5 separate regions of the Mus musculus genome follow, and regions 2, 3, 4 and 5 are each linked to region 1. A link is a contact called in public HiChIP or PLAC-seq and promoter capture Hi-C data. All regions are on one chromosome and are shown on one strand. The core of a region is the stretch at or near the end of the contact, and the rest is flanking DNA. Distances in the headings are between cores, read along the strand shown.

The links. Promoter capture Hi-C pulls out the DNA fragments that hold promoters and counts their contacts. HiChIP or PLAC-seq counts read pairs in DNA pulled down with a chosen protein or histone mark.
Region 2: an H3K27ac HiChIP or PLAC-seq map of trophoblast stem cells shows a contact between it and region 1, with 8 read pairs. The contact joins the enhancer-like site here to the promoter of Etohd2 in region 1. A contact is called at or near these places in 3 of 39 promoter capture datasets (the 3T3-L1 cell line and cranial neural crest), 3 of 484 Hi-C or Micro-C datasets (3T3-L1-derived adipocytes, cortical neurons and muscle stem cells) and 4 of 115 datasets of contacts at active chromatin or transcription factors (embryonic stem cells, hepatocytes, pancreatic cancer cells and 1 more).
Region 3: a contact with region 1 is called in a promoter capture Hi-C map of hippocampal neurons, with 2.5 times the contacts expected there. The contact joins the enhancer-like site here to the promoter of Etohd2 in region 1. A contact is called at or near these places in 3 of 39 promoter capture datasets (frontonasal cranial neural crest, hippocampal neurons and liver), 1 of 115 datasets of contacts at active chromatin or transcription factors (hepatocytes) and 1 of 9 other capture datasets (adipose tissue).
Region 4: a contact with region 1 is called in a promoter capture Hi-C map of liver, with 3 times the contacts expected there. The contact joins the enhancer-like site here to the promoter of Etohd2 in region 1. A contact is called at or near these places in 2 of 39 promoter capture datasets (frontonasal cranial neural crest and liver) and 4 of 115 datasets of contacts at active chromatin or transcription factors (bone marrow-derived macrophages, extraembryonic endoderm stem cells, hepatocytes and 1 more).
Region 5: a contact with region 1 is called in a promoter capture Hi-C map of liver, with 3 times the contacts expected there. The contact joins the enhancer-like site here to the promoter of Etohd2 in region 1. A contact is called at or near these places in 6 of 39 promoter capture datasets (the 3T3-L1 cell line, 3T3-L1-derived adipocytes, cranial neural crest and 2 more), 4 of 484 Hi-C or Micro-C datasets (3T3-L1-derived adipocytes, cortical neurons, muscle stem cells and 1 more) and 6 of 115 datasets of contacts at active chromatin or transcription factors (the NIH/3T3 cell line, astrocytes, embryonic forebrain and 3 more).

The regions. Positions count from the first base shown.
Region 1 is chr13:59,766,764-59,771,840 of GRCm38.p6, reverse strand. Etohd2 (ethanol decreased 2) reads right to left here and starts at 1,875. Exons shown (of 2, transcript NR_015349.3): 1 at 1,495-1,875; 2 at 1-914. It overlaps Isca1 (iron-sulfur cluster assembly 1), which reads left to right and starts at 2,052. Exons shown (of 4, transcript NM_026921.4): 1 at 2,052-2,217. The coding sequence starts at 2,137.
Region 2 is chr13:60,454,142-60,458,964 of GRCm38.p6, reverse strand. No RefSeq gene overlaps it. Among named protein-coding and RNA genes, the nearest start is that of Gm35333, 22 kb to the right of the region's middle. Within about 2 kb of position 3,569, at least 113 of the 459 cell types and tissues checked have an H3K27ac peak or open chromatin away from gene starts, as enhancers often do. A contact at or near this core is called in 3T3-L1-derived adipocytes, muscle stem cells, pancreatic cancer cells and 1 more, where this site is marked.
Region 3 is chr13:60,695,231-60,700,175 of GRCm38.p6, reverse strand. It overlaps Dapk1 (death associated protein kinase 1), which reads right to left. Exons shown (of 26, transcript NM_029653.3): 3 at 3,724-3,945. Among named protein-coding and RNA genes, the nearest start is that of Gm35540, 12 kb to the right of the region's middle. Within about 2 kb of position 3,640, at least 43 of the 459 cell types and tissues checked have an H3K27ac peak or open chromatin away from gene starts, as enhancers often do. A contact at or near this core is called in hippocampal neurons, where this site is marked.
Region 4 is chr13:60,662,357-60,667,675 of GRCm38.p6, reverse strand. All of the region lies in intron 2 of Dapk1 (death associated protein kinase 1), which reads right to left. Among named protein-coding and RNA genes, the nearest start is that of Gm35540, 21 kb to the left of the region's middle. Within about 2 kb of position 3,410, at least 21 of the 459 cell types and tissues checked have an H3K27ac peak or open chromatin away from gene starts, as enhancers often do. A contact at or near this core is called in extraembryonic endoderm stem cells, hepatocytes and liver, where this site is marked.
Region 5 is chr13:60,476,039-60,480,746 of GRCm38.p6, reverse strand. No RefSeq gene overlaps it. Among named protein-coding and RNA genes, the nearest start is that of A530001N23Rik, 30 kb to the left of the region's middle. Within about 2 kb of position 1,581, at least 86 of the 459 cell types and tissues checked have an H3K27ac peak or open chromatin away from gene starts, as enhancers often do. A contact at or near this core is called in cortical neurons, embryonic forebrain, hepatocytes and 3 more, where this site is marked.

The DNA of each region.
Region 1 (5,077 bases), core at 626-3,125:
AAGTCAACCAAAGCGCTGACAGTACACATCTCCTTAATAGGGTGCCCATGCTGTTCCCCTTTGATAGCTGTGCACCGGGTCTGGGGTGTGCAAGCAGGAGACTGGGGGGCAGAGAGAGAGCTTGCTAAGGACACTGGCACAACGAGGGAGACTCACGAGAGGCATATATGTGTGAACTAGACTGGTCATAGTCTAGTTATGAAAGAGTCATGTCAAAATGGAAATCATTAAGAAATTGGAAATCATGGTAAAAAAATAAAAATGGTGACCATCAAACTCATGGGTTGTGCAACCGGGGCCTCCCTGCTACGTGACGGCTCAGCTGCTGGCCTGCTTCCTTTCCTCCTGCTCAGCTGCTGGCCTGCTTCCTTTCCTCCTGCCTCTGGCTGTGAAGTGACAGCGCTGCTTTCTGGCTGGAACAGTGCCACGCCTACTGAAAAAGCGCTTAGTGTTGTTTATCCCTCTGCCCCTAGAACGGAGAAGAAATACGCAGCCAGGCCAATCTTTATACCTGGTAGTTATTTTCTACTTGGATGTTTTGTCGGTTGTTGAGGGAGAGGAGTGTACTTACCCCTAAAATTAAACAGAATTGTCATGTTTTCTTCTAGCCTTAAAAAGGTTTCCTACATTTTGATTCTTAAAAAAAATTCTGCCCAGCAGCCTGGTGTTTTTGATGGCTTATACTGATACCATTAGACAAGTGAGGCACGCTTCTCAGCGGATAAGATAGCAGGCTCGCAGCCATGGCCAAGTCAAAGCTTCCTCTGCAAGCGATCGCAGGGCCAGGGCCGATGCCCTGTTCTGTTCTAAAACAGCGGAAACTCAGAATCCAGTTTTTACAGCAGGAGTTCTGAACACCCGATCTTCACCTTCTAACAGTCTCTTGCTCACTGTGAACTGCTTTGGCAAGCTTCCTGGTAAAAGATGTAAAAGATGTGTTTTCAGTGTACAGAGAAACCCTGTCTCGAAAAACCAAAAAAAAAAAAAAAAATCAGTCTGTTTTTCTTTTGCTTCAAAGGTGGCTTCTATCTTAAGGAGAGGATATCTTCCCAAGTGGAACAAAATCCTTGCAAGAGAGAGATCAATGACCGAGTGGGGTTCACAGTTTTCAGACACTAAAAATAGAGTTGAAAACATGGTGTGCCCACTCTTTGTAAAGCTATGAAGAAAGGGTCAGAACATTTTCTTAGCTCCTGGGCAGGTCTAGGCAGAATGTACAATGTCTGTCTTACTCTGTCAGTGTTCCAGCATGGCAAAGTCCCCATTTCGGACGGGGAAACTGCCCCTTCTAGTCAGACCAGTGAGATCGCACTGGAAAAGAAAACACTTGTTCTTTCCGTCTAGACCTGAGGCCGAATCCATTTCCCTCCCTCGGCCTTCCTGGAACCATAAGGGGGCGATCAGGGGTAGCAAACCCCTCAGTACTCCCCACGCCCACCCAGTTCCCGCACGGGGCCAGCTGCTGCTCCGAGATAAAGGAGCTCCCGTTCTTACGTCATCACGGGCCGCGAAGGAAGCCGAGGCGTGGTGACAGGCGCACAGCTAATCAAATGGGACCGGCTAGCAGGAAAGGCTAGCCAAATGTGCACGGGGCCCGGGATCGGGACTCAAGAACCGATGCTAACGTAGCGCCCAGGGCGCTCGCTCTCAGAGGCTCGGATAGAGCCACCATGCCCGTGCTTCCATGCGAGGCTGGTAGCTACGTACGTGCTCAGTTTTCTTGACACAAACTGCTACACAAGAGTGACATTTCAATAACTGGAAACCTGTCGTATGGTGTCTACCCGCTTGCTTTACTATCGAAGCAGCTCCAGAGTCACAGAGCCGTGTCCCCACTTCCGGGGGGTCTGTCGTTAGTGTACGCCATACGGAAGGAGCCATCCCACTTCCGCTAGCGCAGTGACCGCGAAGCCCGCAAGGTCACAGGTCACCTCCCTTGCCTCGTCAGTGATGACGGCCAATCGGCCCGGCCCGTCACTCACCCGGACTGTCCAATGGTGGAGCGGGACGGGCGACGGGAGGCGGGGCCTGTGGCGCCTGCGCAGGAGCTTGTGGCGTCAAAGTGCCCGCCGTGTCCATGGAGAGAAGTTGAGTCCCCACGCTCCAGCCGGAGGCTGCGGGTGCCGCGACGTGGACATGTCGGCGTCGTTGGTCCGCGCCACCGTGCGGGCTGTGAGCAAGAGAAAACTGCAGCCCACGCGGGCGGCCCTCACACTGGTGAGTCACCTCGGCGTCCGCAGGGAGGTGGTGGCGGCGGCGGCCCGGGGTGCAGAGCGAGCCTGGACGCGGACTAGGGTCTCCCGGCGGGCCGCGCGCGGAGCTCGATGGGGCGGACGGGCTGTGTGCGCTGCCACCGGGCGGCCGGGGCGGAGGACGGCAGTTTGCCGCCGAGGTCACGGCGTTCCCGGAGAAAGGTCACACAGGGAACGCCGCGGCTCCGCATAACCTCCCAGGAGGCGTCAGCCCCAGAGGATCGGGACAGCGTGAGACCGGGATTCATTCGGTCCAGACGCCACCGCGGAATCCGCTCCACCCAGAGTCCTAAGAGGGGCTCTTGCCAATAGTTAGTTGAAGCAAAATAGAAGGGAGTCGTGAACAAGTGAGATAATCTGTTTATAGGATAGGTCATTGTTTGGCCCTTCAGTTTGCCCCAGTAATCACACTGCATTCTGTGTTGCTTTTCCCTCCGGGACCAGCTAGTTTTCGTCACCGCAGGTATGTCATGGATTCTAGGATTGTGCAAACTATGCTCATCTTACTGAGAATAGAGTAGAATCCTCCTACAAGTAATAAATTCCAGAAAAGTCGAGCACAGGATAGGTGGTGGTTGTTATTGTCGTTGTTTGCTTGCTTAGTTTTGTTTTGTTTTTTTTTTTAATCACCATTTGGCCTATTGCATGTTACTTGGGAAATTTCGACCCGCCCCTTCTCACACCCCCCCTCTGCCCCCGTTTCTACCTCATAAGCATACATTATCATGATCCGCTGTTTTTCATGAGAAGAAATAATTGAGTTGCCTGGCTCGCACCCTCCGTAGGCCATTCCTTCCAGGAGTAACATCTCATTTGCACAGTCCTGGCCTGTGTCGTGCTTTGTAATCTTCTGTTTCGTTATGTATAGTAGATCTCAATTCACACCCTCTGCCGCGCTGCCTAGCTCAGCTGTAGAGTCTGTGGTGTTAGGCTTGGTCCTAGAATCACCTTTCCCTGATTTTCATAGGCACAGCTGTTGGCAGGCGTCGTGGTTCGTACTTGTTTTTCAAGTGTCTGGTAAACATTTTGAACCCCAGCACATAGCAAATGCAAAAGCAACGAGGTGACCAACGGCCTAAAGTGTGAGAGAGAGATAACTAGCAAACAAGAGTAATATGAGTTAGGTATTGCTTGGCCGGTACATCAGCCTGACAGCAGGGAGTCTGACATTCTGCAACATCTACTAGAAGTCAGCCATGGCCAGGAAAGGTGTGACATAAAACATAAACACTAGCTATCTGTTAGCTGATGCCAGTCGTGGACAGAATGGATGGGCTGGCACATTGGGCTGTGTGTATTTTTAGTCAGGGTTTCTAGAACTTATGGATAGTCTATATAGTAAAGGGATTTGTTACAATGACTTAAACAGTCTGTAGTCCAACTCCTCAACAATGGTCAGCTGTGAGTGGGAAGTCCAAGGATCTAGTAGTTGCTCAGTCCCATGAGGCTAGTTGTTTCAGCTGCTCTTCTGTAGATGTAGGTTCCAACAGATGTGCTGGCAAGTAAGTGCAAGCAGGCAAAAAGCAAATCTTCCTCCTCCCAGTGTCCTCCTGTAGGTCTCTAACAGAAGGTGTGGCCCAGGTTAAAAGTGTGTACCACCTTGAACTCAGAGATGATCTTGCCTTAGTCTCCTGGGATTGAAGGTATGTACTGCCTTGCCTGGGCCTAAGCTTTTCATGGCCACTGTGCCTCAAGATCTCCATGCCAAGATCCAGGTCAGAAACTTTTATCTAACAACCTCAAGCTCTGGATTGCAGGTGAGGCCTCCAGCTTTGGATTGTGGTTCATTCCAGATAGAGTCATGTTGGCAACCAGGAATAGCCATTACACTGTGGTGTAGACTGGTAAGATCTGCAAACCCAGAATGGCTCCAGCTCACCACATCCAAAAACAACGTGCTCCTTCCCACCCCCATATATCTAGGAGTTAATAGAGTTGAATTTGCAGGGACCAGAGTCAGATGTGACTGGAGAATGTGAAAGCTGCTACCTAGTTGATGGGCAGCTTTATTTCCATCATTGTACAAGACAGAGGTGGTCAGCTTTCATGACGAGAGGCTCATCCTCACCAAGCTCCACTTGGGAGCGAGCGGTGGGGCCTAGCTAGCATGCATGTTGGTACGCGCTGAGAACCTAGTTCACTCTGTATGCACTGTAGTGTGTACACTGTACTGTAGAAGACTCTGGACGCTTAGCTTCCCAGCGCAGCCTGGTAGAGAGGGGCCCAGGGTGTGTATAAGGACATGTTACTTCACTGGAGTAGGGCCAGAAGATCTTTGGAACAGCAACTAGCACGTGCCTTTGGTTTAGAAACATAACCAGGAAAACCTGCAGGTTACAACCAGGTTTCTAGTCCAGTGGTAGAACAGCCGCTTTAGGGCCTGGCGTGAGAACAGAGTGGGGTGTTGTGTGTTCATTGTAAAGAGAGATTTGTTTTGTGTCACAGTTGTTAACTCTTTGGTCATTAATTTAGGAGCCCTTGCAAATATTTAATTGTGCCTTAACCACAGAGTTGTAAGATTAATAGCCATAACAAACACGGGCCAGGGGGAGGAGCCTGTGTGGGGGCAGGGGCTAAACTGGCAGAGAATGAGCTGTGAAGCTCAGGGCCTGAGTTTCCTCTCCAGTTCCCAGATAACAACAACAAAAAAGCTAAAGTTGGGGGGTGGGGTGGGGGTGGTGCATACTTGTGATCCCAGTGCTGGAGTGGGAGCAGGCAGGGCTGGGGCTCCAGTGGCCATCAGCCACCCTACGGGCCCAGCCCCAGGCCATGTGAGCAGTTCTGAAACATTCCTGAAGTGCATTTCCCAGCATTCTGACCAAAAA
Region 2 (4,823 bases), core at 2,320-4,819, 690 kb before region 1:
GGGGTATTGCGTGTTTTTACCCTAGCCCTGTTGCTTGTTAGCCTTATGACCTTGGTAACCTTGTTTGTGATGTGGGGAAGCAATGACCAGGAAGAACCGTTTCTCTTGGCTGCAACCTGCAGTGCACCTATAGTGTGTGCAGGGTGTAGAAACCAATATCCAGGGGAGGCAGGCAGGTGCCTGAAGTGCACAGCAAAGGAAGGTATTGCGCTCCTACACCTGAGGGAATCCAGTGCCCTCCCGCAGGCTTCTAGACCAGGCCTTGAAGAAGCTGAAGCACACACACTCTGACCACCAGAAGCTTAGCTCTCCTGAGGGAGAAGGGTGGCACGGGATTCCCATAGGGCTGGGAGTCCCATGGTAATGTGCAGATACTCTGAGGGAGCAGCCACAGCAGTGTGGGGACGATCAGACGGCCTTTCACTGAGCACAAGACTTTGTGGACATTCTCTAGGTGGGAAAGGAAGCCTTTCAGCTGGAACAACAACAACAACAACAACAACAACAACAACAAAATAAAGTCATAAAGTCGCAAAGGTGTGGGGACAGGTAGAAACTCAGGGCATCTGAAAGCAAGGACCACCAGTTAGGGTGAGATCAGCTGAGTATAACAACGTTTGAGTTTCAGAGCGTTCAGTCACAGGAATTAATAGTTACTTTATTGTTACTCTTAGAATTGCTTTTATTTATTCAGTTATTTAACTTTTAAATTACACTCACTTTGGTGCACGTGTGGGTACATGCACGGTGCATATGTATAGATGAGAGGACAACTCCTAGAGAATAGTTATGTCCACCACATGGGCTCTGGGGATCAAACTCAGCAGTCAGGTTTGGGGGCATATGCCTTTAGCCACTATGCCACTTGCTGCTGTCTTCTGGTCTTTACCGCTATGTACCACCCCACACTAGCACTCAAGAGCTAAGTTTAACCATCATGGGATGCTTGTGGTCCCCATGGGCCACGGATTAAGCAAGGATGCTGCGAGGACAGTTTATTTTTGCACTGAGAAACTCCTTCACTCACTGGTGTGGTATGTGAGGCATAGTTAAGATACTAGGTTTGTAGGCTGGAGTGTATGCAAGTTGTCAGGCTTCTCGCATGGTGGCTCCAGCCTTCTATGTCCTAGCTGGTGAAGTCACCTTGCCATGATCCAGCCTGTAAAGCCATACAGCACAACCTCCCTACCTTCAGTGGATTACGCATAACTTTCAAGCCTTTTTATATTAAAAGGGATGTGGGAAGACTCCCATCTCCTCATGGTAGCACTGTCAGAGGCACAGCATAGAAAAGCAAGTGAGGTAGATTCATTGACTGCGGACTTTGGAAGATTCAGTCTCCTCGGTACTTCGGCAATCATATGCAAGTTGCTTTGTGTTCCCGAAACCCCAGTAGACCAGCTGCATGGGTGTGTGCTCACGCGCCTCAGCACTGATTCAAGGCAAGCAAGATCGGGTCTCAGTGCTGGCAGATATGGTCTCGGGCTTTAGCCCCAGCTTCCGGAGGGTGACCTGGAGATAGCTTTGCTGTTGGAACCCAGCCAATGAAACTGCCCTGCCAGTTTTTATATTAAAGATGAATGTCTAGGAACGGTCATCTCCCTGCCAGTTTTTATATTAAAGATAAAAACTAGGCATACTCATCTCTGAGGGTGGATGTCAGACTCCTTGGTAGATGTCTATCTCTGTCATTTTCAAGTGTTTCCCACCCACCCCCGCCCCCTTGTGGTTAGTGTGAAACTGTAATAAAATGTGCTGCTAGCCAGAACCACCAACACTCACCAAAGTGAATGCAAGCCTGTCCTTTATAGTTTGCTATAGCTGTGATGTATTGAAACATCAGGGATGGGGTGGGATCTGAGGGTCAAAGGTTAGGTTGGCTGTTAGAGTGTTTTAGTGCCCTTTCATTAAATTCACTATTCTTGGCTGACTCCAGATCTGCTTTGGACTGCCGTCCAAAGAGGAGCTACAGGCAACATTTGACAACCAGGCAGGGTTCTCAATTATTGGCTGATGTAGACCAAACTTGAAGTCATGAAAAACCTCACCAGTGCCTTCATAGCAGAGTCCATTTAAAGGTCTGGATTCAAGGTTATCAGTGCCCAGATGCTACCCCTAGGAGCACTCCTGACTTAGGAGGAACGTTTACAAGTAGTTGACAGAACTACTTATCTGTCCTGCCTTGTCTTCCCCAGGCTTTTGTCATTCTCTGTGCAGTAAAAGGAAAGGGAAACATAGCACACATTCATTTCTGGCCTTGGGAAGGGGCCAGTGATTTGGTTTAGCTAATCTGTGTAGACCCTTAAGGCATCAAACAAAATAACACAGCACATGGAGCCTGGATACCAAGATGCTGGTGTGTAGCGTTGAACCCTGTTGGAATGATTGGCACTTTACTACATCTGATGTGAGCACACCAGGATGAACCACCTGCCACTTTAAGAATTCATTGGTTTTACCTTCAAGTTCTCCACAATATATTCACCATGTATGAAATAGTTCACTGTAGCAGGAGGCGCTGCAGCAGCTGACAGGTGAGTTGTGTGTTCAGGCATAAACCGGTCAGGGTGGAGTCCAGAGGAATTCACAAAGACTGTGGGGGAGTCCAATACTGACAGAAGGTTTTTTTCCCCCCCTTTTTCTTCTAATTCCAACGTCATTTTCTCCTCTTTCCTAGAAGAGGCACTTAGCGACCTTTTGAATGGACTTATATTTAGTACCACTTCATAGAACATTTCTTAAAAAAAAAAAAAAAAAAAAAAAAAAGAGATCCATTGAACTGGTAGGCAAGTGCCTGCCTTAAATATGGCTGGGTGGGAAGTTTCCCAGTAACTGAATCCAGATTGAACTATGCGGAGAGCTGCCGATGCCTCCTGGTTTAGTCACCACTGGCAGGGGAAATTATCCTAAGGCATCTAGATATTTTTGGAAGAATGAAATCTTAAGCTTTTTTTTTTAAAGCCGTTTTGAGGTCTGGAAGAACCCCAGACATGTTTGCTGTTTTCAGTTTAACGTTTGCTGAGCATCTTTCTATTAACTTAGGACACTAAGTGCAGTTCAAGGGTGGCTGAGTCCGCAAAATGTGTTTCCGATTATTTGCATACAATCCAGCAAAGTAGCTTTGGGAGGGATTTTTTTTTTTTTTCATCTCTTTAATTTTCATTAAGCCTCACGCTTTTTCCTCCCCATTTCCTTTCTCTGGCTTTAGTTTACTGAATGACCTTTTTTGTGGACAATAAAATATCTGCATTTTAAAAGGCTCAGATTTTGTCAGACTACAGAGATGCCTCAGTAGGACGAGATGTGTTTCCCCAGAGAAATGGAAGTTGGGGCTGTCTGGAAGCTGGGCTGGGGTTCGGGGCTCTTACGGTCTCTTTTATTTCTCAAAACCCTTTGGTTGGTAATTCTTGAAGCTAATAGGGTTAGTGAACACGTGGCAACGTGAGGAGAAGAACAAAGGAGAAGTCTTCCGTGCTCACTGGCCCCTGTGCCTTTGCAGCTGCCTCGTGGCTGCTCGTGAGAACGGCTCCTTTAAGGGGAAGTGGCTCCAGGGCAACCTGTTGGAGGAATCTGAACTATGCTTCCCGAGCCAAGAATGTTCCGGGAAGGCAGGGGAGTATTTGCAAGCCCTCAGCTGTGAGATAGCCTTGAAGAGCTGAGCAGAAGGCTCATGTGTCTCCTTAATTCTTCTTGTCTCTTATCGCCTGCTTAAGTTGCCTTGCTTGTCTATATTTGTGACTGTAACAACATGCCAGGGGCAGTTCGGCTCTCAGACCAACCGCTAGGCTGGGGTGCTGTCCTCAGTGGGGAGCCAGAAGGAGGACAGCTGGTAACCGAGGAATCCAGGAATTAGGGCAGGTCCAGGGTCTTCTCTGCTGTCCACAGGCCTATGATGCTGCCGGGCTGGCAGCCTTTGTCTGCATCAGGAAGGGTTCCAGCATTTTCAGCTCCCCTCTGTCATCTAGCACTCACACAATCCTAGCTGATTCAGGTGGGAATCCGGATGGAGAGACCATTGCAAACTAAGAAGGCAAGAACATAGGGAGCCAGCTCTGCTCAAAACGATTAAATTCTCTGCATTTAAAACAGGTCTGTTTTCCTCACCCAGGGAACATGTCTGCTCTGAAAACACCTCTGAGAAGCCGAGGTCTTTCATCATGACTGGTGCCGTTTACATGCCCTTTCTAGCTTTAATTCATGATATATATGTTCTGCTCAGGGCTTAAGCTGTGTTTCCTTCAGCCCTCGGCAACACAGCTTACTTCAACTTTATAAAATTAATAACTTGTTTGGCTTCCAGGTTCACTGCCTGGGGTAGATGGGAAGGTCGGAAAAGTTGGGGAAAGGCAGTTTCGTAGAATCCAACCGAAGAGCAGGACCGGGTACAGCAACATTTCCACGGAGATTGATCTTACACAGTAACATTGGCCTGGTAAAAACGAACAGTTCAGTCTTTGTGATCTGGTCACAAGGTTGGGCAGCCATCACTGCTGTTCAATTCTGAATATTTCATCACCGTAAAAGAAACCCTTTAAGACTGTCCGTTTTCAGCCCCTGTCCACTACTAATCTGCTCCCACAGCCAGTTCTTATAGACTCTCTCGTGTATGATGTGTGGCCATCTGTGGTCAGATCTCTGTTGTATGACTCAGCCCTTTATTCCTTTTGCTGAGTCATATTCAACTGTATGGTCCAGCCCACTTACTCATTGAGTAGCTGCTGGATATTTGGGGATTTGTACAAGTGCTTGTGTGAACACGTGTTTAACACACCCCAAGGAGTGGCATTGCTCGGCCCTGTGGTAATTTTGAATAATTTTCTGAT
Region 3 (4,945 bases), core at 2,391-4,890, 930 kb before region 1:
ACCCTCTAGGGCTTTCAATCTCCACTGTTTACCTAAGGTGGCTTCCTCTATGGCAGTGGTTCATTGATGCCACTGCTCACATGAAATGCTCTCAAACTGGGACATCTGTAAGGCCACAGCAGGTGGCTTTCACATATTGTTTAATCTTCTAATGAATATTATAAACTGATTATGCTGTGTACATTAAAAAATAAAAAAACAAGGCCGGGCATGGTGGCACACACCTTTAATCCCAGCACTCGGGAGGCAGAGGCAGGCGGATTTCTGAGTTCGAGGCCAGCCTGGTTTACAGAGTGAGTTCCAGGACAGCCAGGGCTAAACAGAGAAACCCTGTCTCGAAAAAAAAACAAAACAAAAAAGACCAAAAACCAAAAAACAAAAAACCTAAATTATACTTTAAAAAAAGAAGAAAGAAAGAAAAGAAGAGACGAGAAGAGAAGAGAAGAGAAGAGAAGAGAAGAGAAGAGAAGAGAAGAGAAGAGAAGAGACGAGACGAGACGAGACGAGACGAGACGAGAAGAGAAGAGAAGAGAAGAGAAGAGAAGAGAAGAGAAGAGAAGAGAAGAGAAGAGAAAGCTTGAAAGATCTGGCCAATCCAGATCTTAAACTCCAATGACAAACACCTTTGGTGTGCTACACACCAATGTGCAATGCTATATAAGCCAGTATGTCCAACTGACACCTTGACACCACTGGCACTTGGAGACAGCATTAGTGTTTACACATGGATCAGAAGTGTCTACCAGAAGCCCATGTGGTCTGTGTGATGCTAGTGGCTGGTGGCTGAGCCTTTAAGAAGGGATGATTAATGAAGGAGGTGAGGTCACTAGAGGGTACCCCCCCCAAGGGTACTAGAATACCAGCCCACCCTAACTCTCTATCTACTTCCTGACCACCATGGAAAGAACAGATATGCACCAACGAGTGCTCACCTCTGTGACATGCTGCCTCTCCACATGACAAAGCCAAGCAACTACAGACTGACGGCGACTCTGAACTGTGAGTCAAAAAATAAAACCTTCTTTCCTTTCAAATTGACCGTCTCGGGCATTTTGACAGAGTCACAGAAAGTTAAGTCACACAGTCAACACTAAGTTCTCTAAGTTGGCTTCGCCGCTTGCCAGGTAAGCAAGTGAGTTACAGAATGATTCAAGCACACACCAAAGTTTTGTAGTGTTGTGCACTGTGCAGTGAGGTGAGTGGGCAATAATCCAGGCAGAAGAGATCTCTGCCTCGGCATGACTCCAAGAACAATGGTGTGTGGAGGATGTGAAGTGGTGATTGCGGGATGTAGCCTATGCCTCCTTCATGCTTACTCTGCACTGAGCTGCTACAGTGGGTAGCTCTACCGTGAGCAGACTGTTCTACCATGAAGCAAGTGGCAAAAGAGAAGTTTATCAACTTAAAGTTACTTTTCAGGGTTGCAAAGAACACAGGGGCAGAGCCTGGCCTACAGTCGGACCTCTGTGCTTTGAACACACAAACAGAAAAATAGTGTCTACACTGGGGTCATCAGAGATATCTCCTCAGATGCCTGCAGGGTAGCTCCAGAAGTGTCTCTTACTCCAGGGGAGGTTGGTCACTTTGCTCTAACTGGGCCGTCAAATGTCTGAACAGCCTTACAGCTCAGTCAGGAACACATATCAGAACCACCAAAGCTACGCATATACTTGAGGTGAAATGGCAAGAACATGATGTGGGGCCACTGGGATCTATGAAAATGCTCCTGACCCCATGATGAGGGAACCATCCTTATAACCTTCCTTCCCACTTCCTGCAGCTGCTCCAGGTGAACTTCCTCAGGCTGTCCTCAAGGTCGCCACACCATTAGCAAAGCTGCACGCTGCCAGGTACCTAACCACATATGTGCCATTAAAAACATCAACACTGCCAACATTGGTGCTGGCAGGGAAACTGAAGCTACCCACTGCTGGGGAGGCTGGAAAGTGAAACTTGACACTCCAGGAAACAAGCCTGGCAGTCCCCAGTGGGATGTCCACATTCCCCAGCAACCCCACTCTAGGGGGTGGGGAGATGTGTTCACATGAGTCTATGAGTGCTGAGGACTGCTCTACTCCTATGATATACTAGAGGCAGCCCACATATCCACTGGGCAATAGAAGAATAAACTTTACCATCCAGGTGGTAGAGTGCTACTAGGCAGTTTTTAAAGGAATAGAGTATGTCTTAGTCAGGGTTTCTATTCCTGCACAAACATCATGACCAAGATGCAAGTTGGGGAGGAAAGGGTTTATTCGGCTTACACTTCCATGCTGCTGTTCATCACCAAAGGAAGTCAGGACTGGAACTCAAGCAGGGCAGGAAGCAGGAGCTGATGCAGAGGCCATGGAGGGATGTTCTTTACTGGCTTGCCTCCCCTGGCTTGCTCAGCCTGCTCTCTTATAGAACCCAAGACTACCAGCCCAGAGATGGTCCCACCCACAAGGGGCCTTTCCCCCTTGATCACTAATTGAGAAAATGCCTTACAGTTGGATCTCATAGAGGCATTTCCTCAACTGAAGCTCTTTTCTCTGTGATAACTCCAGCTGTGTCAAGTTGACACAAAACTAGCCAGTACAGAGTATGTGTGCAAATCTCACGCTGAGTTAGGGAGGCAGGTCTCAGAGTTTACACATTGCTCCATTCTGTTGGCACATTTGGGGGTTAGGACGTGGAGATGGGTATGTTAGAAAGTAGCCCAAGGGACACTGGAGCTTTGTAGAGTGTGGGAAGAGCTGTGGGGCTGTCCTGAGTCACCTGACTATGCCTGTTAACTTTACCATAGCTGTGCAACCCTTCCTTTGGCATTATTTATGTGACTGGACAGGAATTCCCCCCAAACCACAAAAGGTTAAAGGAGTTGTATGCCCATCTAATTTATAGACAAGAAAGGGAGCAGTCAAACAGTGGGCAGGCACACCGGAACTTAGAAAACTCCAAGGAATTGAATGGGACTTGTGGTCCCTGAGGACCACCCCGGATCAGCTGTCAGGGCATGAGCTCCACCCATCCTGCTTTCCCCAAGTGGACATCCAAAATGCCTACAGAGACTCCCCGAGAACCCTCGACTGGCTTCTTCCTCTCTCTTGCAAGAGTGGGCTGCTGGCCTTGATCGCAATGGGTCCCCCCCCCCGCACCCCCCACCCCACACACACAGCACAGGCAGGCAGGGATCCAGGAAAGGGAGAGGCAGGAGGTAGAAACCAGAACTGGCTCAGAACAATGCTTATCAATCAGGCTGCCCACCACGACACCAGATGGGCAAGATGGAAAAGCAGCAGCATGCTTAAAGAGTCCCAGAATCACGTCTCAGCGTTCAGCTTCAACTCCATCCTTCCTGTAATTATCGCTGACAGCTCCACAGTTAAAAGCAGGGTGTGTGTGAAAGATTAAGAAGGAGGAGGAAGGAGAAACAAGAGAAAGGAGGATGGAATGAGAGAGGAAAAAGACAAGGAAAACGGTATGGTATACGCGTGAAGCTTACGGAGAAGCCCCTAAGTATGGCAAACAAAGATGAATTTCAGAGTGGGTGAGCCCCAAGACTCATGGACCCTCTGCAAATCAAGTGTTCCTTAGTTACTCGAAGCTGCATCTTTCAGGCAGCTCAGGCTCAGGCACACAGCTCAGTGCTTCTCTCAAGGATGGCTCAATTGGGATAACGATAGCCCATGCAGCCCCATGCCCTCCCCACGGTCTCTTCCAGACACCACAGGGAACACTCACAGCTCCAGGATCAGAATGACATCTGTCTTGTTCTCATAGACCTCATGCAGGGTGATGACATTTGGGTGCCGGATCTCCTTCAGGATGCTGACCTCCCGCTCGATGTCCTCCCGGCTCACGCCCCGCCGGCTGGACTTGGTCCTCCTTTTCTTGATGAACTTGGCCGCATACTGAAGACCGGTACTTTTCTCACGACATTTCTTCACAACTGCGAACTGTCCACTGGCAGAGAAAGATGGAACAGCATTTAAGGTTCACTGAAAGCAGGATCAGGGCAAGGACATAACATGGGGACACACGGACTGATCAGGGAAGTTCAAAAGTTTGACAATAAACAAGGGAGGTGGGCATACTGTGCATGGTGCAGCTTTACTGAGCCCATTCCCTCTGAGCAATGCCATAAAGAGTAAGGTTTTCTTCCTTCCTTCCTTCCTTCCTTCCTTCCTTCCTTCCTTCCTTCCTTTTCTTTTTTCTCTATTTCTTCCTTTCTTTCCTTTGACACATTTGATTAAATAGATAGCTAGCCAATCTGTCTATAATTTTTTTCCCTCCCAATTCAGGCACTCACACATGGCCTGTTTCAACAAACTCTTCTTCTGCATGTCTAGACACAGAACCAAGAAAAGAGGGAGGGGCGGAAAGAATAATATTGGTAGAGAACACACAAGAGTCTGCCTTCAGAGACATTCCTTGCATCAGTGCTAAATACCACAGCACCCAGAAAAACAAGATCCACAGTCCTCAGAACCAAAGGGCGGAGGAGCAATTTCTTTACCCTGTTCACCCTCCTCCCAGTCGAAATCCCTTTCCAGGGATCTCTGGGTTTCGGGGTTGCTGACTTCAACTCCAGGAACTGGATCATGGGATCTAGATTGAGCCAATCAGTGCACCGTATTCTTTTAACTCCAATGACAGACACATGGCCCATGTAAAACCTTTCAGACAATGGGGAGGCAGTCTTTATGAGACTCTCTTCACAGACACTGAACGATATATAAAACTCGAAAGTGGCTGAGCTATGTGGGATCAGTAGGGATCAGCTTGTGGTTTAAGGGAAACCACTGCCAGGCGTGCAGTGGAGGAAAGGAAACCAGGTCTGTGGGACACTGCAGAGTGGCTGAGTTGATGCTAGCCTGAAACTATGTAAGTGGACTTTTCAGTACTTAAGCATTCCGACTAAAGGCAGCTTGATCTGGGTTGTCTTTTTCCTGTAGATAGAAGC
Region 4 (5,319 bases), core at 2,161-4,660, 890 kb before region 1:
ACCTCCTAGGTTGTATAAGCAAATGACTCTGTGGAAAGCACACCTCCCTGAAACTACCATTTGCATCATGATGAGGCAGAGTGCCAGTTCTAGGCCACCAACAAGTATGCTGAGATGGATGAGCACAGTTGCCTGGCTTTGGTCAGACCACAGATGCTTGGAGAGCTGGTTTTGCTCAGTGGTCTAAAAGCAAGGCTGTTGGCATAATGTTATTGTGCCCTGTGTGACGACTATCCGTGTATCATTCAAATACTGATTTCGGGGCCCTCATATCTTGTTGCAATTCCGACATGGCATTGTAGTGCTTCTTCTAAGAATCTCCTGTCTCAGCGTTGTGTAAACACTGCTCCCCAATTAGCTCTGGTGGGTGGATAAAAAGCTGATCAGCCAATCACTGGGCAGAGGAGATGACAGGGCTGGACTTCCAGTCCCCGCCAGGGCAGGGGTAGTGGAAGAAGAAGGAGAGGTTTCTCCAGGTGGTGAGGGACCAGGAGTCACCATGAGAACACAAATGGAGCAGGCAGAGAGAGCCAAATCAATATTAAAATCCTAAAATCAATACTAAAATACTAAAAGTATATTGGGAATTTGGGCTGGAAAGTAGCTAGATTAGTTTAGAGGGTTAGAATAGATTAATATCTGCTCAGTTATTGTGCCTTAAGGCTTGTTGAATAAATCTAATAGCCTCTGTCTTGATTATCTAGAAGCTAGACAGATTAGAGCAAAAAAAAAAAAAAAAAACTATCACTCTTAAATTTGCACTAACACAAGGCCTGTGTCCTCAGAAACTAAATCCCAGAGTTCAGAGGGGAGATAACTTGTAGAGTTTCTACCAGGCCTAGCTATCTCCAACACAGAAGCCTGCTGCTACCCAGTGCATTCTAGAGACAGCAGCACCAGCACCAGAAATGCAAGACCTCAGTCTAAGCCAGACCTGAAGAACTGGATTCTGCATTGCCTGGAACCTCACAGACTCACTCACAGGCACACTAACATCCTAGAAATGCAGAGTCCCACTCTGCCACTGCCGGGAAGCCTATCTCTCTGCATGCTTAGCAGCTTCCTTTAAAATAAAACCATTTATTATGAGCTGGAGAGGTAGTTAAGAGCGCTAGCTGCTCTGCTCTTCCAGAGGTTCTGAGTTCAATTCCCAGAAAACACATGCTAGCTTACAGCCACCTATAATGGGATCTGGTGCCTCTTCTGGCATGCAGGATACCTGCAGACATAGCACCCATATACATAAATGAGTAAACTTTTGCAGGCCATGGTAGCACGTGCCTTTAATCCCAGCACAGGCAGGCAGATCTTTGCAACCTGGTTTACAAAGTAAGTTCCAGGACAACCAGAGCTCCACAGAGAAACCCTGTCTCAATAAACCAAAACCAAACCAAACAAACAACAAAACACAACAGCCAAAAAAAAAAAAAAAAAAAAAAACCCTAAAAACAAAAACTACACATTGTGAATCTTAAAGTGACAGTCAGCATGTGTACACACTCATGTGTAAGGTCAATGAATGACAGTTGTGTTTACATAATACGAATATCATTAGTTGCTACATTCACTGGGGCAGGAGAGCCAATGGGGAAGAGAGAAGCTAAACTCTGCCCCACTCCCCCTGACGAATGAGAACCCTGGAAATCTTCTTGGTCACGATTGACATCCTGAAAGGCACAAGAAAAATGGGAATTCCCAAATGAAAATGATGAGAATTGGGGTCCTCTTTGAAGGAGTTCACAAATAGCTGGGTAGCTCTCAGAGAAGAAACATCTCATCTATACCTCCAGGTCCAGCAGTGGCATCTGGCAACCTCGGAGAGACAAAAGATAAAGGTGGTAGATGTCCGATGAAACACTGGGGGGCTCCATGTTCTGGCCTGAGTGACCACACACTCCCTGCTGATGGCTATACTTGCGAACAGTGTGAGGCTTTCAAATTGACTTCACCCAAACTGAAGCGCTGGCGGGCAGATGAGCAGCCTCACCACACAACCCTCAATTTGTGTCTCCGGAGCTTCCACAAAGAGGCAGATTGGACAACAGGAAAAAGCCCAATTGCACTTTGAACCTCCTTCTGTCTAATGTCTGACTGCATGTGTGGTGGGGGTGGGGTGGAGACAAGTTTAAGGACTAGATTCTGTGTATCTTCAGAGTTGGTCCTCACAACACCAGATCTAAATTATTTTTTTAAAGATTTATTTATTTATCTTATTTATGAGTACACTGTAGCTCTCAGACACACCAGAAGAGGGCATTGGATCCCATTACAGATGGTTGTGAGCCACCATGTGGTTGCTAGGAATTGAACTCAGGACCTCTGGAAATGCAGCCAGTGCTCTTAGCCATTTTGCCAGCCCAGATCTAAATTATTTATTTGTGCTTCTTTTTGCAATACTGGGATTGAACTCAGGACCAGACTCCCCACATGCTAGACAAATGCTCTCACACCAGCACACACGCCCACATGCACACACGCACGCAACACTTTAAGTTCTAGAATACACCATGCCATGGATCAGAATTTCACAAGCAAATACCAGCAACAGTTGAGATGTTTGCGCTGGTGTTCCCAGCCACTGATTTTGCAGAAAGAAAAGTCTTAAGTTGCCCCATCTTGACCCAAGTAGCGGCTTTTGTTCTCAGGGTACAATTAAGTCACTGTTGGCTTTGGATGCGTGTGTACCGAAGGCACAATGCCTTCTATTCTGGGGCCTACAGAAAACAGGCATTGGCATGAGGTGTTGCGTCTTCCTTCATGTGCCGGACAGTCCAACCTGAAATTCAAGTGCTAAACTTTCAACGGCAAACAGAAGGCTCGTGTTCCAGTGTGCTTCACTGAAACTAAGAGGAACCCTGGGAGTGTTCTCTTACCTATTCTTCCCTTATCAGCATGTTTAGGGGTCAGTGCGCCATGTAAGCAACAAAAGCAAACCGAGAACATGACACTTTAGATGAGGAAAATAAAACCTCAGAGACCCTTGCTCAGTGTTGTATGTATCCTTGCTCTCTCCCAGCCTCTGACTCTGGGACTCAGGACCCGTACATGTGCACAGGCAAGTCAACATTTGAAGTCAGCAGCCTAAATCTCAGCCCTGACATTGCTAACTCCTCTCGTTGGGAAGTGCGCAGAGGCTGATGTCTGTGGGAAGCAAAAGTGGTCTGCTCATGTGTCATACGTACACCACGTGTGATGAGCTCTTTATTTGCATAGTAAATGAGATGAACTAAAAAGAGCAACGGCCCAATGGGAAGGTGGCATTCCCAGAGGTAAGCCATGACACACACTGCCACCTAACACCAAAGCCACTAGAGATGTGATAAACTTGGTTTCCTAGACAAGACTTCTCTACCCCCTGGCTACCCAACAATTTGTGCTGTCTCTCTCTCTGTGTTAATAATTAGACAGGCTAGGATCACACACAGAGTCTGAACCAAGCAGAAAAGAATAAAACAAGAATGGAGTGTGCTTCACACTGGGACCAGAGGGAAAATGAGGTCAAGTCCTTAAGACCCGGTGCCATTTGATCATCCGTGTTTGGGCCTTCTCTCCTGAAACAGACAAGGACTCTTCCCTTATCAACAAAGAAAATATTAACAGGTGACTCAGGTATGCAAAGAACAGCAGCAGCAGCAGCATGGAGCCTGAGATAAGAGGTAAACAGCTGTGAGGAAAGCAAGCCCAAGGGAGGTCTCTAAGCTGTCCTAGCTAAGGAAGATCCAGAAATGCACACATTAACACTACCAGAAATAAAATGTGCATCAGAAGTCTGGAAGTAAAACCTAGAGTGATTCCTCTAAAGAGAAGAAACGCCTGCATTTTGAATGCACTCACTGTATTCTTGAAATTTGTTTTTGCAAGGTGTGTGTGTGTGTATGTGTGTGTGTGTGTGTGTGTGTGTGTGTGTGTGTGTGAGAGAGAGAGAAAGAGCGCATGCACGCGCGCACACACACACACACACACACACATATGCATGCATGCACCAAGCAGTGGGGAAAAGTAGTTCTCAGGTGCAGAGTCATTTCCATAATTTGTTCCAGGCAGGAAGCGAGGAAATAGACCCATGGCCTGGAAGAGGGGGCTTCTGGCTTAGAGAGAAAGCTGAAGAGGTGTCTAGAATGACACAGGACCCAACAGTAATTCTCTCAGCCCTTCCCACAAATCACAGCCTGAGACCAGAGCCCCAGCTGACACAGGCTATGGCAGGCTTTGAGCCCGACAACCAGTGGTTTCCAAATCCTCTTCCTCCTCAAGCATTTATCAGACATGCGTTTCTAAGGCTGAACTGCCACACTCAGTAGACAGAAGCAGTACTGTAGAAAGCTCCAAGCTCGCATGGTTTACATAGCCACCCACCAACCCCAGTTACATAACATCACAAACACATAAGAGCGGGGAGGGGGGGCGCTAATGTGCATGTGTGCACACATGTGTTGGTTATGTTTGTATGTGCCTGCCCAAATGTGGGGTTCAAACACACATGTGTACATGTGTATGACAGCCTGAGACAACCTGGAGTGTCATTCTTCAGACTCCGTCCACCTTTTCCTTTGAAACAATCTCTCACTGGTCTAAAGCTAGCCAATTTGGCTGGGCTGCTTGGCTAGAGAGACCTCCAGAGCTCTGCCTGTCACCACACCCCAGCGCTGCTCACAAGTGCCTGCCATCATACCTGTGTTCACTTACATGAGTGGGTTGGAAAACCTGCCCTGCAAGCACTTTATTCAGGGAGCTATCTCCCCAGCCCAAGTGTTTCTATTTATTAAGTGTGAATAACACACCTGTACGGGTAGATTTAGGTACCCGAGCTGCTGCAGATAAGTCAATCAGCAGCTGGATCAGGCTGGAGGAGGGACTTTTAAGAATACTGTTTCCAGGGCCGTAGGTTCTGACTCAGCTCCCAGGGCCAGTAATCTTCAGGTTAATAAGCTGCCTAGGTATGTCTGACTCACGGTGAAGCGTAAATCAGGCACCTGAGCTGGGTGTGGTGGCTCACTCCTGTGATTCCCAGCACTTGGCAGCAGAGGCAGAAGGATCAAGAGTTCAAGGCAAGTCTGGGTTACGTGAGACTCTGTCTCAAAAGTAAAAGTTGAAAAGAAAGTGAAGAGGCTGGAGAGGTGGCTCAGTGGTTAGAGTACTGCTGTTCTTCCAGAGGGCCTGTGTTTGGTTCTGAGTACCCACCCACATGTGGATTCAGTTCAAAAGCATCCAACACCCCCCTCTGGTTCCACAGAAAGCAGGCATGCACAAGGTACACAGACACGCATATGGGAAAATCACACATGAGCATGAAGTTATATGTATATGACCCAGCAGCTG
Region 5 (4,708 bases), core at 332-2,831, 710 kb before region 1:
ATGAGGTTTTCAGGTCTTTAACCCAGCTTTTCTTTCTTCTTGTTTATAATTTTCCTGCTTGTTTATCTAAGACTTTAACTTGCCAGCTCAGCAACTCACATCTGTTAATATTTTGAGATTACAGTTAGCCTCAGCCAATTGGGCCTTCCTTCAATAACAGCAGAACTTAGAAGCTCGCTGCAATTACTCCTGATTCCAAACGACTGCAAAGTGTACCTCTCTGCCCAGTTCCACTTTCTCTCTCTCCCCGTTCTGATTACTGCAAGTTATGTAAATCGAGCTGGAGAAGACTTAATTTAATCAACCCGTGGGTCTGCTTACATTTGTTTAAATATTAACTACAGTCTATATGTAAAAGACCAGAGAGGGACAAACTAGTTGCTAAGCATCGCGGCCAATCACTGACACTGTCTTTGCATTGTCAGATCTCTTTGAGTCCGGCTCAAGGCTGTAGAAGGTTTCGTTGTGCACTCACCACGTGCCTGAGGTAACTCTAGAAACCCGCAGCTCCTTTAGAGACTGTCAGGAAGACATCTATTTCACCAACCATTTATGGAGATGAGGAGAGAGGACAGGACTGTGGGAAGTTGGAAAGGGGTTCTATTTTTCTTGCTGGACATTTCCATTCACTCCAGCTCATCTGCATTGCTTACCTTCCAGACCAGAGGTACCCCTCCCGCTGGGTGGGGGTGGGGGTGGGGGTGGGGATTGGCTGGGTGCTTGGAGTGTTAAGCAATCTGAGAGAAAAGGGAAACTTCTCTAAATTACAACCCAGGGCACTGGTCAGGGAGTAGAGGAAGCTACAAAGCAAAGCAGCTTCTCTGGGCAATAGTGGACCCCAACATAAAAACATTATCTCACGAAGATGCTACATGGCCTTTTGGTAGCAGGAAGTGCGAACTGCGGGTTCTGTAGGTTTCTAACTGCACTGCAGGTGCATCTTGAAGACGGAAAGAAAATGTCAGGCATAGAGGTTGTTTAGCATTACAAAACCAGCTAAGTCCTTCATACCAACACTGACCAGACCTGTAAGTGATTTACACCCCACCCCTCCCCACCCCACCCTACCCCACCTCAGCCAAATGAGTCAGGATAAGAATTTGGTGTCTGGCTTGTTTTTGTCACGGTGCCAGCTCAGAAGTGCAGTGATTGGCTGAGATACAGAACTCCACAATTAACATTAAACACAGGCAGCTGGCTGCATTTTGATTAAAACCGGCGATCAAGAGCTCTGGCAATCTGGGTTTTTGTGATGGCCGGAGCTTTATTCCCTCGTAAATACCACTGACAGTTGTTCGCGCATTGGAGCCTCTTCGTTTACTTTCTCTGTGGTTCTCTGTGTTTAAAAAATTGGCAGAAATCCTTCCAGGTGAAACAGTTTCCGTATCCATTTTCACCCTTGTGGACTGTCAGTTGGGTGGTAGAAACAGGAAAGACAGACAGACCCACGGGAGCCAAGTTCAGGGGTCCCCCACCCCGCCCCACCCCATCTCTGTCACATTTTTTTTTTTCCAGAAAATGGAGGGATTTAGCCCTTGAAGCAGCCTGGTTCTTCCAGAGGGGTGTTACGCTTTGTGGCTCTTTGGCCCCATCTTATGGACAACAGTATTATAAATCGGAGATGGACGATGGTCCTGCAGAGCAGGTGCCCCAGAAGTTTGATTTCTTATTATAAAGTCAAAGTGTAATGATGACTCGGTTTCTCCCAGACTACATTCAGGAATACCCTTAGAGTTCACCGATGTTCAGAAAATCAGTGGCGAGTATGGAAATCTTACATGTGAACATGTGAACAGAACCGTTGCGCATGGTAACTCGAAGACTGTGGTAAGGAGTATGGTGTGTCCAACTATTGTTACTGGCATTTGGGAAGCCTCTCTTTGGTTACCAGATGGTACTTTGGGGCGTTTAGTCTCTTTAATAAAATAATTTAAAAGGGGGCCGAGGAAGTGGCTCTGTGGTTAAGAGCACTGGGAGCTGAGGATCCAGGTTTGAGTCTCAGTACGTGTATAATGGCTCACAACTGTCTGTAACTCAGATTCCAAGGGCTCTGACCCCTCTTCTAGCCCCTGTGCGTACCAAACGCTGAAGTGAGACAGAGACACAGATCCAGGCAAAATAGCCCTGCGCATGGTTTTCAAAACCTTTAAAACTTTAAGAATGGATGAACACATACGGCTTTGAGACAGTTTTACCAGGGTTTAAGAGAGCATCCCTTTCGAGCAGGCAAGCTGTCACCTCTGCATCTTCAGAGAGGAGAAGACTTGAGGAGAGAAAGGGAAAACCACGGTTGGCCATGTGGACAAGCAGCCACATGGCAGAGAGGGAGGCTTTAGAAAAAGAGTAAGGCAGACCACAATGTTGAAGAAGCCCAAAGTGCTGGCAAAGCATCCTAAGACATGAGACAGAAATGAGGAGGGGAAGCTAGGATTTTCTGAATGATTCAGAAAGCAGATAGACTTATAAAGCGACATGCAGCTAGGGGTGGGATCTTGGGAATCCCAGGGGTGACATGGCCTTCCTGAAGGGTGGTCCCTTGGCTAGGTGATTGACACAGGCTAACCGAAATGTTAGGTCTCCACGCAGGCCAGAGATGCCCCCCTTGTAACCAGAAGGAGCCCTCCTTTAGTGGGTTTGTACTACCTTACCTGGACAACATTCTGTTCTCAGTTCTTGACCCTGGAACTAAGAATACGCTAAGCAAATGTTTTGCCATGGAGTCATACCCAGCTCTGTAATGTGTTCTTGGAAAATGCTAAGGAACCCGTGTGTTACATGTTCTCGCCACAAATAGAAAGCAACACAAGGCACACTATATATGTTAATTAGCCAGGTGAGTCACGCCACAAGATACTCTTTAAAACATTATGTTACAGGCAGCAGGTACATTCAGTTTTGTAAAACAAAGATGATGACGGTTTTTCTCATGAGGCACAGGAATCAAACACAAGAATTAAAGAAGGAGCTGCCCAGTGGTCTGTCTCATTTACAAGTCTGCAGTCCTCATCATCCCGATATTGTCTTATCTCTTTCAAGAGACTGGGGTCATATTAATGTAAGTTTCATGAATGGGCGATAGTACTGTTCTATTTAAGCTTTGTACATGTGTGTATATATAGAGGGAAACCTGGTATGTAAGGGTTTGGTAGCATTCAAGGTTTGGGGCATCCACTGGGAATCTTGGAACATCTGTCTGATGAGTACAGTCTATGGTATGAAGAAGATCCAGGTTTTATAGTTTCAAGTCACTGAATTTTTTTTTTACAAGCCTTCCAAGTGCTAGAGATGAGAAAGAAGCCAGAGGCACCTGTGTCCAACCGCCTTTGTGTCATAATGAGGCTGTCTCCCCTAGGTATCAGGAGCCCTCTTGAGTAGAGAGGCTGTAGACATGCACAGGACACCCGGCTCCACAGTCACGGTGACAGAATAAACCAGAGAATATAGTGAAAGCACAAGATGTCGTTTTCCTCACAGTTGTGGACAAAGGGAGGAAGGGTTTATTTCAGCTCAGGGTTTGAGGGTGCAGTCGATGTTGGGGGGCCTTCTCTAATCTGTAGTGACGGGAACATAAAGCTTCATCGCATTCACCTTTTGGTGGATCAGGAACCAGAAAGTAGTAAACCCTTGCACAGATCCTACGTTCTCCCAGAAGTTGTCTTCCCAGGAAGGGTAACACACCACCAGAAGTGTCCTTCACCTTCCTGATGATTCTAAATCTAGTTATGTTGGCAATGCCAACTCACCATTGCATTGGGTCTACAGTGTCAGTGTCGGGAATGTTAATATTCACTAGTTCAAACACACAAACAAATGTGGCTGTCCATGGGCCCCTACCTGAGATGCTAGCTACCACTCCTGTCTTGTTCTCCAAGGATGGTGCTAAAATAGACAGGAGATGGAAGACACTGGTTGGAAGGGGCAGAACACCAGTGAGGTTGTGTTTGTGTGAGACGTTATCCAAGCTTGGGTGGGACTTTTCAGTGATGAAGTTTTGAGTCACTTGGTGCTCTTATAAATGACCTCCATCCATCTGTCTGCATTTCTCCCTACTGCGACTCCCATAAGCTCATTCTTTCACCACTTTGGACTTGTGTCATTGGCCTCAGTGACTGCTACAGAACTTGTCTTCCCAGGAAGGGTAACACACCACTCAGCATTTCAGATTCCTTCTTGAGGCTCCTCCATCCCCAGAGGGCTTCCTGCTAACTAAGGGAAGAGCCGAAACCTTGGCACAGAAGGGAAGACCTGGAGTCCCTTGCCCTCCCTCCACATCTTTAATTGCAGGTGGGGATGCTATTGTCTGAGCTTGCTCATGGGATTCAAGCATCCAGTGGATTCCATGATCTCATGCCAAGCCATGCATAGAAAATGTAGGTCAGCACAGGTTTTCTCAGAAGCACTGAATCCTTCTGTGGAAGGAGAGATGAATTCCTGGCTCCTCTACAGCTGTACACAGTAAGGGGTTCTCACTATCTACAGATGTTCTACTGTGTCGGATGCAGCAGTACCTAATGAACGAATCCCTCAAACATGGCTGGTAACACTATTCCCATGTCCACCCACAGCTAGGATGCAATGCAGGACAGACAGCCGAGAAACTGTGATGGGCTTCTTCATTCTGTCTTCAACATTTCCTGCTTCAGTTCCATTTTGCTGCTGTCACAAAATATCCCGAGTAAAAGCATCTTAGGGGAGAAAGAGTTTCCAG